2 separate regions of the Sus scrofa genome follow, and region 2 is linked to region 1. The links are chromatin contacts, called in public HiChIP or PLAC-seq maps. All regions are on one chromosome and are shown on one strand. The core of a region is the stretch at or near the end of the contact, and the rest is flanking DNA. Distances in the headings are between cores, read along the strand shown. Region 1 has its middle 39 kb from the start of CLDN14. Region 2 has its middle 13 kb from the start of SIM2.

Region 1 (3,954 bases), core at 137-2,636:
CCACCCAGCCCAGCCAAACCACATGGCCCTGTTTTCCTGATGTATGAGGTGGGTCGAATGCTTTCCCCCCCCAAAAGTGGACTCTGAGGGATTAATTAGTTAAGATCTGTAAACATGTATCATTATAATTATTATTCCAGTTTCTAGTTAAAACCAAACTGGCCCAAAGAAAAGAAAATACCAGCCCTGCCTCTGAGGGCAGCTACCTTGGCTTTTCCAGTATTTCCAGTCTGGCTGGTGGGAGAATGTCCTGGGAAGCTCACTACTTGCTGGGCTTGAGCCGGGAGTTGTATTCTCCAGGTTTGAGGATGAGGAGGAGGCCAAGACTCCAGTTGAGCCCTGGATGCAACGGGCTTTGATTGTTCATGCCGTTCACTCTAGCAAAGGCTGGACCTCTCCCACGAGACCAGGTGCAGGATGTCTACAGCAGGGCCCTGAGCCTTTATGGTCTTTCGAGGACTAACAGGTTGCGGAGGTGATGAGGAAACCGACTTCTTGTTTCTAAGATGTTGATCTAAAACCAGTGCCTCTAAGGGGGTGACTCCTGCTTTCCTCATGAGAAGATCTCCAGGCCTCTGAGGTGGTTACATGGAGAAAATTCGTGCCTGGACAGCCCTGCCCACCACAGTGACTCTGCCCCCACCAGATCTATCACCCTCCATGGACCTCAGCTGTCTCGGCACAGCTCCCTTTCTCTGGGTCTGCATAATTTCACCCCATGCCAATTCCTGCTTCCAACTGGTAAACCCCACACCCACTCCCCTTCCCCTAGTGCAGCCCCAGGTGAGGCCTCAGGCCGCGCTCCCCGTGCACTTCCGGTCCGAGCGGGGCTTCCTCCCAAGATGGCCGACACCGGAAGTGCCGTCCTCCGCGGGCGGGGCTCCTCCTGCTCCGCCGGAAGTCAGGACGTAAGGCTGGGAGCACGGCAGCCATGCCCTCTGCCAGGTGGAGACCCGGATGACAATATGCTGCTGTCTTAAAGGGGTGGTTTTAAAATGTCTCTTTGGTATTTACTTAGAGGAAAGGCTGAGTTCTCTAAATAAATAAAGGAAGGGCCCAGTGGGAGAAAATAGCCCCAGGAGGTAGCCTCACCCTGTCCCCCACCTGCAGAGAATTCATTTCTGGCCCCAAATTGGCAGCCCATCCCTCCCTCTACTCCCCCCCAGCAAACAAAAGCCCCACAGTGAATGGCACCCGCCTGTCTCGGAAGACACTGTCCTACACAGGCCCTTGAGAACCCCGCATTCCAGGCCCTATTTAAGTACTCGTCCCCTCTCCCCCGCTGTTTCCCCTGAAGGCGGATCTAGAAAAGACTCTCTCTCTGTCTTGCTACTGTTTTCAGTGATGCTGCAGCTGTTCAGCTGGCCCACCCTGGCTAAAAGGAAATGTGGTTTCTTTCCAACGGTACTGGGAAGCCTGAGTGCTCCCTGTTCCTGGAGGGGGTGGCTCTGAGCCTGCCTGCCCCTTGCCCACCACTCCTGGCAACCGGGGCACCCCAGCATGTGTCAGATAGGCCATGACACAGAAGGTGCACAGAGGTTAGACAGGATTGCCCTTTGGGTCTTTAGAAGGGTAATTCTGCCTTCTGCCTTGATGCCCTCTTTGTATGCCCAGGCCTCAGTACTGCTTGCTTACAGGGCTAGTTGCCATCTCTCCCCAGTGGCTGGCAGAACTTCACCCTCTGCTTCTCCATTTCCATGAAGGTAACTTGAGCTGCCTGGAAACTGGCTCTCTGACATCCAACATAATACCCTTCCTTTGTCCTTTGAGGCAAGTCCAGAGTAACCACCCAAACACCATTTACCCAAAACAAGGGGTCAAAACTGTTACCTAGATCATGAAACACCGGGTTGCATGCTCCCCCTCCACCCACCCACCCACCCACAGCTGGCAGAGAGAAAGACCAAAGCAGAGTAAGTGGTGTGATTTGCAGAACACACTCAACTGAGGAGAGCACTGAAAATACTGTCTAGTGCAGGGTGCTGAGCTGAAGGTCCCAAAGGGGACAGGCCTCCCTCCCTAGCGCTCATCCTGAGAGTAAAGTGTGTGTGTGTGTGTGTGTGTGTGTGTGTGTTTAATTACATATAATTTTTAGGGAAAGTATTTCTGAGGCTAATGGTATCAGAATGAATTGGCACCGTGCAGGGTAGAGTTAAACAACAGGAGTTCCTGTCGCAGCACAGCAGAAATGAATCCAATGAGGAGCCACAAGATTGAGGGTTTGATCCCTGGCCTTGCTCAGTGGGTTAAAGATCTGGCATTGCCGTGAGCTGTGATGCAGGTCCCAGATGAAGCTCGGATCCTGCGTTGCTGTGGTTGTGGTGTAGGCCAGCTTCTGTAGCTCCAACTGGACCCCTAACCTGGGAACCTCCATATGCCGCAAGTGCAGCCCTAAAAAGCTTTAAAAAAATTAAACAACAAATGTGTGTGTGTATTTGCAAAAAGTAACAGCACTGCTAGTAGCCAAGGCACTCCCTCTATTTGTGAAGCGGGGCCAGGCTTTTTGTTTAGTTAACCAACCCCAATCCCTTTCCATTTCCACATAGTAATTAAATACTCAAGCAAGTTGTCTCTGGGTTTTGTCACCTGGTGGTGGTGGCCATGATGCCTGGGAGCTTTGGGTTCCCTGCCACATGGTCCACCGGGTTGCATGCTCCCCCTCCACCCACCCCCCCCACAACTGGTATTGCCTGTCACTAAAAATATTCACCAGCCATGGAAGAGAGCAATATAGGAGTTGTAGGTTTTTTCTTTGTTAATATGGACCAGAGTCTCTCGAGCTTTATTTAGAACATGACTGCTTTATGCAGCCCCTTGCTTCAGGACCTGTCTTTGGCAGACTGATGTTTGTTGCTATTTCTTGTAGCTCTTTTTGTTCTGTGGTAGGTACTTTGTTCCATATTAATTTCTGGAATAAAATATTAATTTTTGGTCCAGAAATTAGTACTTATTTTTACTTAAGTCCAAAGCACATGGAAGGGTGTGGTGTTAGAAGTGAAACTGCTTCCCCCCAGTCTTGAGCCTTAGCTCCACTTCCCAGAGACGACCCCTGTGAACAGACAGAGCCTTGGGAGGGTTCTCTGCATGATCAAAGTATATGTGCTGCTTTTTTTACGCAAATAGGACCAGACTCAGCCACTGAGCTTCACCTTGCTTCCTTTACTTAAAATGGTGTCATGGAATTCTTTCCACGTGAGACCCTTGAGAAGCATGTAATCTTTCAAAGGGGTGTACTGTTCTAGTTTATGGATGTCATCAGTTAGCTAGACACTCGTTGAGGACATTTAGCTTTTATTTAGTGGGTTTGTTGGGTTTTTTTTTCCTCCCACAGAGTCCATGAGTATTGGACAATGGATTGTGTGCCTTTGCTTGCTTTAAAAGTATAACTCTAGGCTGAATTTCTACAGTGGGGCTAAAGGGTAGTCACAATTTACATCTTGATAATTCATCCCAAATTGCTTCCCCAAAACGATACAAACAGTCTGATAAGGCAGTATAGGGCATATAGTGTAAGTATGGGGCATAGAGCATGAGTATAGGGCAGTTTTTTGGGAATCACAATGGCAGCTCAGTTATTCACAAACGGACATTGACAGGGCATGAAGTCCTCTCTTGCATCAAAGCCAGATGATTTGGACTGGATTAAGCCAGGGAGGAATTTAACTATGGACATCTTTCTGCATTTCCCTTCTGAAGCTAAATATATAAGATTGGGGCAGTTCTGGGTGGTTTTCTTTTCACTGCAGCCCCTTGAGTTCCTCTTGTCCCAAGTTCAAATTGCTGTGTGTGCATTGGGTGACGGCAGCAGCTTTGGGGTGATGTTTTGGGGTCTCCAAGCCTTTGCAGAGATGGGGGAGTTCTGGAGTGAGCTGTTGACTGTGGGCTCAGGGTCTGGGGTTCCCCGAGGCATACTGTTTGGGGATTTCTTTTTACCTCTCTAGTCATCCTGTCCTT
Region 2 (3,852 bases), core at 553-3,052, 170 kb before region 1:
TCCCGCGGCATATGGAGGTTCCCAGGCTAGGGGTCGAATCGGAGCTGTAGCCACCGGCCTACGCCAGAGCCACAGCAACGCGGGATCCGAGCCGCGTCTGCAACCTACACCACAGCTCACGGCAAAGCTGGATCGTCAACCCACTGAGCAAGGGCAGGGACCGAACCCGCAACCTCATGGTTCCTAGTCGGATTCGTTAACCACTGCGCTACAACGGGAACTCCAAGAAGGTTGTGAATTTTAACTAAAACTTCATACCATGCAGTTCAACCATGGAAGGGTACAGCCACAGATGTGTGTAGTCATCCTCACAGTCCCTTTTAGAACATTTTTATCACTTCAAAAAGAAACCTCCTTATCTACCAATTTCCTATACTGCTCCCCACCCACTGGCCCTAAGCAGCTACTGATCTACCTTCTGTCTCTGGATTTCCCTATCCTGGACTTTCCTATGAATAGAATCCTATAGTATGTGGCCTTCTGTGTCTGGCTTCTTTCACAGCATACTGTTTTCACAGCTCATTCACAAGCATGTATCAGGACTTGATTCCTTTTCATGGCTGAGTAATACTCCATTGTATGGAGAGACCACACTGTGTTTATCCATTCTCTCATTGACGGTCCTTTGTGTTGTTTTCACTTTGGGGCTACAATGAATAATATCCCTCTAACTTTTACAGTTGGCTGCATAGTAATTTTATGATACTTAGTAAATTTTATAACAAGAAAAATCTGGCGGGAGGAACTTGTACGTTTAAGTTTGGTGTTAGGAGAGGGTAAGATCGTAGCTTTTTTATCAGCTTGGCCAGTTAGCTTGGTACACATTAAACTCTGTTCCAAGCCAGATTTACAGACTTCATCTGTACCCCCACGTCCAGCAGATTATTCTATTTTATTTTGTCTTTGTAGGGCCGCACCCATAACATATGGAAGTTCCCAGGCTAGGAGTTAAATCTGAGCAGCAGCTGCCAGCCTACTTCATGGCTGTAGCCACGCCAGATCCAAGCCACGACTACAACTTACACCCCAGCTTATGGCAAAGCCGGATCCTTAACCCACTGAGAGAGGCCAGAGATCAAACTCCCATCCTCATGGATACTAGTTGGGTTCTTAACCAGCTGAGCCACAATGGGAACTCCCTCCAGCTGACCGATTTACAAATATTGCTCTAGGTCACCAGAAGGATGAAACTATAAGCTGATCTCCATTCGTCAGGAAGCAACTCTGCAGCTGGCAGCACGGCTTGTGGTGACCTAATCAGGGTCCTGAGGTTTGACTTTGGGAATTTTCACTTTAAAAATTACACCTCCTGGGTGATGGACATGTTTTACGCCTCAGTCTGGGTGGTGGTTACATGGGATTCAAGTGAAAACTTCATCAAGCTGCATCCTTAAGACTTGGGTATGTTATGCTATTTAACTATATGAAAGTTACACTCTGATGAAAGAAAAGAAATTACAACCATGCGGTCACCCTCAGCTCTCCCTTTCACTCAGCCGTCCTGACTGCTGCCTCTTCCATTCTGGCCATTTCTAAATGACCAAAGGTTCATGCCACACAGCTGGTAAGGGACAGAGCAGGGATTTAATCCAGCTCTTACTTGCTTGGTGTGGAGTGTTGCTTTCACTGGGAACTCTTCCTGTGCCTAGAATTGACTTGGTTTTGGAGACGTGGCCCTGAACCCTGTGGCAAAGGAGTGCTGGGGCTGGTCTGGGGGCCCCAACCTCCTGTCTGTCCCATGTCCCTTTTTACTGCCAGCACCCAGGATCGCACCGGGTGTGCAGTGGATGGCCAATAAATAGTTGTTGAGTCAGTGTTACCAGAGCGGAGTTGTCACCAAAGGCCAAGCAGGCTGCCCACTTTGGCAACTGCTGGAAACACCGAGGCAGGAAACTCAATTCTTATTTTTTTCCCCATGGCAACAGCAGTGGATGCTAGTCTGTCACAAGCGCATGGAAAGTTCCCACTGGACGTATCAGAACTCTCTGGCGAGACCCACAAGTGTTAATTTTAGCTTTCAATGACTGATGCCCTTGTATAATTTAATGGGTCAGGAGGAGCATGAGTCAAAGCCAAGATTACTCACTCGGAGAGGCTTCCTTTCCTGCAAAGTACTTGGTGAGATATTCATTCTGCAGAAGACCTGCTACTTACACACTAGAGGGTTTCCGCTGTTTTAAGTCTAGCCTGATCATTGTAAGTGATTTCTTAACCAATTAGCCATCTGGCCTATCAATCAAAATTTCCCCCGGTTCATGCATTAAACATGAGTTCGACTCCCAATGTCAAATGCTAAAAGGCTACAGCAATAACCGTAAAATAAACAAAATACTTGGATGTCCCTCGATATTGTGAGTTGAAAGACACACGGGTTGAATGTCAATTGCTTGGAATAAGGGAGTGAGTATCCACAGGAGGTTTCCACGTCTACCCAGATTTCTTCCTTAGTCCTGGAAATGAGGACTTTCCATGCTGAGGGGAGATGCCTGTGCTTCCAGAGGAGTAAGATCTTGGCTGCCTTGAGGCCGCTGCGGACAGAAGGACTCTAGCTGAGCGCAGTCCTGGGATATATAAGATGCCCGACTCTCATGCATAGACTTTATGCATTGTCTGCCCACTTGCTGTACACACCCCATCACAGCCGGCCTCAGGCGCATCAGCTGGTGAAGGACCTTTCTGAACTGTTGTCCGGCAGTCGTCCCTGTGAAGCCCGTAAACTTCAGCACGTTGTGGTCTTTGCTTTCAGTCAGGTTTGTGTAATCCTTTGATTTTTTTTTTTTTTTTGTCTTTTTAAGGCCGCGCACACTGCATATGGAGGTTCCCAGGCTAGGGGTCCAATTGGAGCTGTAGCCGCCGGCCTACACCACAGCCACAGCCACAGCCACAGCCATGCGGGATCCAAGCTGCATTTGCGACCTACACCACAGCTCACGGTAACGCCAGATCCTTAACCCACTGAGCGAGGCCAGGGATGGAACCTTCGTCCTCATGGATGCTAGTGGAGTTCGCTAACAGCTGAGCCACAACGGGCTCTTTGAATATTTTATTGCATCCTTTCTTAAACAATTTAGGAGAGTTAGTGGAGAATGGAGAAAGGAAAGCAGAAACCTCAGAAATGCAATGCAACAGCATTAGAAAGGAATCTTAGATATTGTGAAAGTATGGGTCTTTAGACTCAAGCACACACCCCAGGAAATTACACTCCCCAACTGTAGAGTCAGTTGTGAAGGAAAAGAACAGCAGAAAAGAACAAGCCTGAGATGCCACAACAGTAGCATTACGTGTGGAATAAACAAATAGGTAACAAGGGGAAATTTCTCTCTCCACGAGTATTCTGATTCTCCCGGGTAAAAAAGACAGCAGGCAAGAATTAAGATACATCGTGTTGTAAAGCTCTGATCCAATTATGAACTTCATTTATGGAAGCAAGGGGAAGTGGGGAGAGAGACAGAGAGAGGGAGAGGGAGAGAGAGGCTCCAGAATAACTTGGAGATCTTATGTACTTCCTGTTGGGGTATTTATCCTTTATAAAGGAGTCTTACCCAAAACATCAATGCTGAATTTGATTCAGTTTCTAACTCGACCTTTCTAACTACCAGTTTTGCTACCAGCAAATCTGGAAGACAGCCCAGTTTCTTTGACAAATAAATGATGAGAAAAATGGGGAGGGAGAAGGGAATCTGGATGAAAAGACATGAAGACACACATCTGCCATATGTAAACTCTATGGACTGTGCATCTTCATTCAGGCAAATCACCTGTAAAAATCTATGAGGAAATCAGGGGCATGTGAAAACTGACTGGATGTTTGATGTTATCAAAGCAATGTCATTTTTAAAAAATTTTTTTAAA

The links. HiChIP or PLAC-seq counts read pairs in DNA pulled down with a chosen protein or histone mark.
Region 2: an H3K27ac HiChIP or PLAC-seq map of skeletal muscle shows a contact between it and region 1, with 3 times the contacts expected there. The contact joins two enhancer-like sites. A contact is called at or near these places in 5 of 47 Hi-C or Micro-C datasets (embryonic fibroblasts, fetal skeletal muscle, fibroblasts and 1 more) and 1 of 2 datasets of contacts at active chromatin or transcription factors (skeletal muscle).

The regions. Positions count from the first base shown.
Region 1 is chr13:200,166,798-200,170,751 of Sscrofa11.1, reverse strand. It overlaps a transcript of CLDN14 not described here. Among named protein-coding and RNA genes, the nearest start is that of CLDN14, 39 kb to the right of the region's middle. Within about 2 kb of position 1,386, at least 8 of the 83 cell types and tissues checked have an H3K27ac peak or open chromatin away from gene starts, as enhancers often do. A contact at or near this core is called in skeletal muscle, where this site is marked.
Region 2 is chr13:200,339,946-200,343,797 of Sscrofa11.1, reverse strand. No RefSeq gene overlaps it. Among named protein-coding and RNA genes, the nearest start is that of SIM2, 13 kb to the left of the region's middle. Within about 2 kb of position 1,802, at least 4 of the 83 cell types and tissues checked have an H3K27ac peak or open chromatin away from gene starts, as enhancers often do. A contact at or near this core is called in skeletal muscle, where this site is marked.